2 separate regions of the Mus musculus genome follow, and region 2 is linked to region 1. Evidence: chromatin contacts called from public HiChIP or PLAC-seq data. All regions are on one chromosome and are shown on one strand. The core of a region is the stretch at or near the end of the contact, and the rest is flanking DNA. Distances in the headings are between cores, read along the strand shown.

Region 1 (2,700 bases), core at 79-2,578:
GCCCAGTTTTGATATAAGCCCTGTCTTTTGGTTTTTAAGTTTTTGGTGAGTGGGTTTTCTGCCATCTCACTTTGCCCTGCACTTATACTGTTTTCTTTCTACCCATGTGAGAAGTCCTCACCACTCCTAGTACCTTCCTGAAAGGAGCCTCAAGGACTTCTTAAAACCATGGAGACTAAATGTCATATCCCCCCTTTAGTGATCTTGTGAAGATATATGACTTATGCATAAAATTTTCTCTGAATTCATCCAGCTCCAAAAATAACCAAGTGTATCAGGTCAAAGTGAGACAGAGGGAAACTGGTAATGCTTCCCATGAGCCCATGGAGAGCTTTCCCCGGGCTCTTCCAATATTTACTCAAATGAGTAAATCTCTCTGGGCCTTTCTCCAGACCACACAGTCCTGGGTTTCTTCTCTCATGGGGTGTATTTTCTTACCCTTATTCTGAAGTATCACCTATTTCAATTTTCCTCTTATTTGAAGACAGCTAGAAGCTTGTTTCCTGTTCAGACAGGAGGAATATTGAACCCAGTGAGAATCCTGTTACTTGCAGCTAATCAGTATGGATTGTACTCCAAGGATTCTTACTAAATGAAATGAGACCTCAATGCCGCCATGTCTGTGGGAACTGAAATTAACATTCTCTTCTGCCTACACCCCCCCAACTCCCATTCTCCTTCCTTTCTCTTCTATTTTACATTCTGTCCTTCCCTAACCAGGGTCCCCGTGGTCCTGAGGGAGCACCAGGAGAGCGGGGCCTACCAGGAGAAGGATTTCCTGGACCTAAGGTAACAAAAGCTTTTGAACTACTGGAAAAATACTTTGTCTAAAATGGCTGCGAAGTATAAGTCATTAGAAGCTAAGTGTGTTCCTGGCCACTCTCACCCTATTGAGTAAAACAATATGCAAATTTCCCCAGAACCTGAAAGCACATACACATGAAATTTACAATTATAAAATTAGTAATCAGCAGACTTGCATTCCACGTAATTACTATATGTTAATTAGAAAATTATCTTAGTTTATAAGCACTAAAGCCACATACATTTGGTTTTGGTCCAAAAGTTAAATTGCCGAGTGTAGCTATGGCAACCCTTGGCTCACAGCTTTATTTTACTAAACACAGATAAGAAGGAGAGTCTAACACCCCAGGTTTAATAGGATTGCCATAAACACTGTCAGAAAAATAATGTTAACACAAAGAACAAGACATTCTGAACGACCTGCCTTTGACCTGGAGTTGGGAAGCAGGCTTCCTACTGCTTTCTCTACTCAATGTGTTGGCAGTTCTTTCTGTAACTTCCCAAAATAGCAGGCACTTATGATCTATGAGCCATTGATAACGGTTTCAATGACTCAGCGCTGTTGTAGTCTGAAAATAGCCACAGACAATGTATAAACGATGGCTGTGGCAGACCAGTAAAACCATATTAACAGAAATAGGCAGTGGGGTCTGGTTAGTGGTCTATGGTTGGCCAACCCGTGGGCTGTAGTCTGCAGTGTATCTGCCAGAGGCCACATAGGAGATAATTTCCTAAGGTACTTAGGGCCCTATCAACAGAATTTTAGAACAAAACACATACTTGAAATCTTTATTCTAAAATCTTTCTATGAAGCATACATGTTGAGGTACACACACCATCCTGAGAGCCATATACTGCTCTCTGAGTGTTTAAGAACCTCTACAAGTGTCTTTTTAATACACTGAGGTCTGAGCTCCCATCTGTAGCCACATGATCTAGGCATCTCATTCTTACATTTTTCAACCATGACCAACATTTGGTACCAATGAACAGCCAGCCTACATTTAAAGAGAGGAAAGCAGTTAGCTAAAGCAATAGACACTAAATTGTAAGTGACTGTTGGGTTAAATTTTAAAATTTGTCTTTGTTAAATTTGTTATAACGTGAAAATAATGTGTTAGATAAAGTGACCTTGCAAATCAAATACCTTTGACTATCCAAAGAATCATTCTTAAGAACACAGGTCAATAGTTGTTTATTATTATATTTCAAAAAGTTATAATATATAGTTTCTTAAATATTTTGGTATCCAGTAGATTAGTATTTATGTCTAACATAAGCAATCTGGAAAATTCAATTATCTAGATTATTTCTCTTCATATTTGTGCATGTTAAAGCAGTGGTATGTGTGTGTGTGTGTGTGTGTGTGAGAGAGAGAGAGAGAGAGAGAGAGAGAGAGAGAGGATATTATATTCAATACAATACTAGAATACTAGAAAATATAATATTTCATAGCATGCCTCAATGACACGCCCAACATATTTGTATAGAATATAAAACTGATACAATGTGGGGCCTGGAGAGATCGCTTAGCAATTATGTGTACTAGCTGGTATTCCAGAGAACCCAAATTTGATTTCCAGAACTTGCATGGTAGGTCATGACCAAATTTAACTTCAGTTCTGGGGTGCTTGATGCCCTCTTCTGGCCTTTAATGGCATCGGGCATGAATGTGGTGGTATACAGACATACATGTAGGCAAATCACCACACATATGAAGCATGTTATGATAAACTCTGGAATATAAAAACCCAATATTTAAAGGCTCCTGACTTATCACGGAAATTACATTTATCTTCAGTGATGCTTTAGGACCGAGTATAAAAGGCTGCATTCTGGGTAACAATTGGGACACTTTATTTTCCCACTAGGCTATTAATGAGAGTTTTGTTTAGG
Region 2 (2,701 bases), core at 128-2,627, 650 kb before region 1:
TTTGTTGAAATACCAAGCACAATCAAAGATTTACTCATTACATTTCAGAAACCACAGTTGAACACTCAAGCCAGGCAAATGTTTAGTTAACAGCAAACAAAATGACCTGTAAGGTAGATTCTAGAAATACTGGTACTAAGCCATGGAAAATTCTAGAATGAATTAACTAAGCAGATATTTAGTTAATCTGTGTAGCAAGTGTTTTAATATCAGGTTGATTACTGGGTTAGTATGATGAATAAAAGGCCTGCTGCATTATTGTCTTGCTGAGCATTTTTGCTTTTAGTTCTCATTACAACTTGAAAGCAAACATCAGTTCTGTGAGTGACAGGGCACTGGGAATAATAGTGTGGTCAATGGACGATAGTCTATAGGGTCTCTAAGTTTACTATGGCAGCTAAAGTTAATGAGCTGAACATTAATGAGGCTGCGATTAAAAGCTCAAAATTTCCAAGCCTTCTCAAGAGTCTTGAAACCTTAGCAAAGGGCTCAAAGCACATACAGGGTAGCTGTCAGTTATACAGGATGGCCTTTTGTGTCTATGAATCTGAGGGCAGAGGCAGATCCAGAGAAAGCTGCAAAGCTTTGTTAGGAGAGATGGGCTGGCCTTGAGACCGTAGATGCCCTGCCCTGCACAATGGGATCTGAGCTACTGTTGCCTTTGTAACAAGAATCCTTAAGTGTTCCAGCTACTATGGGGGTTAAATTAGATATGATTCCAGTAATGCATAGAATTGACTGAGTGTTTGTCATGTCTTGACAGCCTAGTACCAGAATGTTCCTGATAGACCTGACCTCTGCCTCCTTCCCCTGGGTTCTCCTCTCCTCCCCTCTCCTCTCCCCTCCCCTCCCCTCCCCTGCCCTCCCCTCCCTTTTCTCTTCCCTCTTCTTTTCCCTTTTCTCTTTTCTCCCATTCTTACACTACTCACACCACATTACAGACACTAAGGTCTTTTCTCAGATCTCTCGGTATAACCAGCTAGTTCAGGCTTGTCAAAGCCATTTCCTTGCTCTGCCTGGACACTTTGCCCTGTATCTTTCCTTGACTGACTTGATCTCATAGTTCTCACATCCTAAAGGTGAAAGTCCCTGGCTGTCTACCCACAGACTGGCTGCTCACTGCCACATGGCCTGGCTTCCTTTCGTATAGCGTACTTATTTCTGCAACAGAAACCCCTCTGGTGGGTAATGCACTATGAGATGGGGCTAAATCCTCTCATGCGCAGTCCTTGGAAAAAGTCTCAGGTGTGAGTTTGTTTGCCTGCCTCCTTGCCACAAAGAGGTCAAATTCCAAGTTAGCTCTTACTCACCACTGTGCTCCCAGCCTGTCCCAGGCGCAGTTTCAAACTGAATGACTGTGTAAATACTCACTCTATGTATGTTAGTACAGACAGTCTCAGTTCTCGACCATTTCTCTCTGCCACTGGAAATTGTGAAACAGAAGCCATGGGGTTGCTGCTTCTGAAGAGGTTCACCTTAGAACAGGGTAGAAAGAGGAAATGTCTTTTCTGATATTTGTATTGTAAATACAGTTTAAGCCATTCGAAGCTGAAGCTGTTTGTTTGTTTTTTGTAAACAATCTAGTAAATACAAACATTTATCCAAAAAGTAATTAAAGCTTGGCATAATGGTAGTCCTGTAATCCCAGGAGGTTGAAGCAGGAGGATTACCCATTTGGGCTTCACAGCAAGAACCTGTCTTAAAGACATAGTCATTTAATATTTAATTTAATTTACTACTCTCTTAAACATCTGGAGGTCCTTGCGGCAGCACTTTTATTGATGCAAGTATGCTTTCATCTAAGTATCCGCTGTCATAGGCTATGCATCCAGCAGATCTGGACTTAGTGTTTTGTCTACCCAAGGGATTTCTGTTGCAAAAACATTAATATAGGTACAGATGCGTAGAGAGAGTGGGTTGACCAGTTAGAACATGAGAATTATATGCAAGCTGTCATGGAGTGCTCTTACACTGGATGGCCTGTAGAAGGCTAATTTACTCTGCTGGCCCAGAAACGAAGTGCCCATACAAAGCTTTATTAGGGACTGTGGAAATGTCTGGTGCATAAACACATGGACCTGAGGTTAGATCTCCAGCACTCATGTGAGTAGAAATTCTTGTTGTACAAGCCTGACAACACTAGTGTGATCCCCAGAACCCACTACACTAGGGAGAACTGACTCCTCAAGTTCTCTTCTGACCTCCACCTGCACAGTATGTTACACCATATACACACACACACATACACACACACACACACACACACACACACACACACACACCATACATACATACATACATACATACATACATACATACATACATATACACACACAATAGTATTGACAAATCAAATCAAATTTTAAAATAGGGTGATTTACCACAAAGGAAGTTATACAACATTGACCTCTACCCTCCTTATATATAAATACAAGACATTGAGAAGTTAATATATAAATATTATGTTCAAGTTTAGTTTTTTAATAGCTTCCAGGACTCAGTGGACTATTTCAAAGATGGAAATGTTTGCTTTGAATATAAGTGCCTGAACTCACAGAATGAAACATCCCAAAGCTGCATTTTATTGCACCTCACCAATACCTTGATTTTTAAGAGGTCAGTAGTAAGAATGGGCCACATCATTACTCTTGGGTTCAAAAGTTAGAATTAGAACATCTCTGTTCTTACCCAGATGGCGTGT

Evidence for each region. HiChIP or PLAC-seq counts read pairs in DNA pulled down with a chosen protein or histone mark.
Region 2: an HNF4G HiChIP or PLAC-seq map of pancreatic cancer cells shows a contact between it and region 1. The contact joins two enhancer-like sites. A contact is called at or near these places in 3 of 484 Hi-C or Micro-C datasets (extraembryonic endoderm stem cells, liver and reprogramming fibroblasts), 1 of 115 datasets of contacts at active chromatin or transcription factors (pancreatic cancer cells) and 1 of 9 other capture datasets (macrophages).

Annotation. Positions count from the first base shown.
Region 1 is chr6:8,104,684-8,107,383 of GRCm38.p6, reverse strand. It overlaps Col28a1 (collagen, type XXVIII, alpha 1), which reads left to right. Exons shown (of 35, transcript NM_001037865.1): 14 at 721-789. Among named protein-coding and RNA genes, the nearest start is that of Col28a1, 87 kb to the left of the region's middle. Within about 2 kb of position 1,328, at least 41 of the 459 cell types and tissues checked have an H3K27ac peak or open chromatin away from gene starts, as enhancers often do. A contact at or near this core is called in pancreatic cancer cells, where this site is marked.
Region 2 is chr6:8,751,702-8,754,402 of GRCm38.p6, reverse strand. The region is part of intron 3 of Ica1 (islet cell autoantigen 1); the gene reads left to right. Among named protein-coding and RNA genes, the nearest start is that of Ica1, 25 kb to the left of the region's middle. Within about 2 kb of position 1,377, at least 46 of the 459 cell types and tissues checked have an H3K27ac peak or open chromatin away from gene starts, as enhancers often do. A contact at or near this core is called in pancreatic cancer cells, where this site is marked.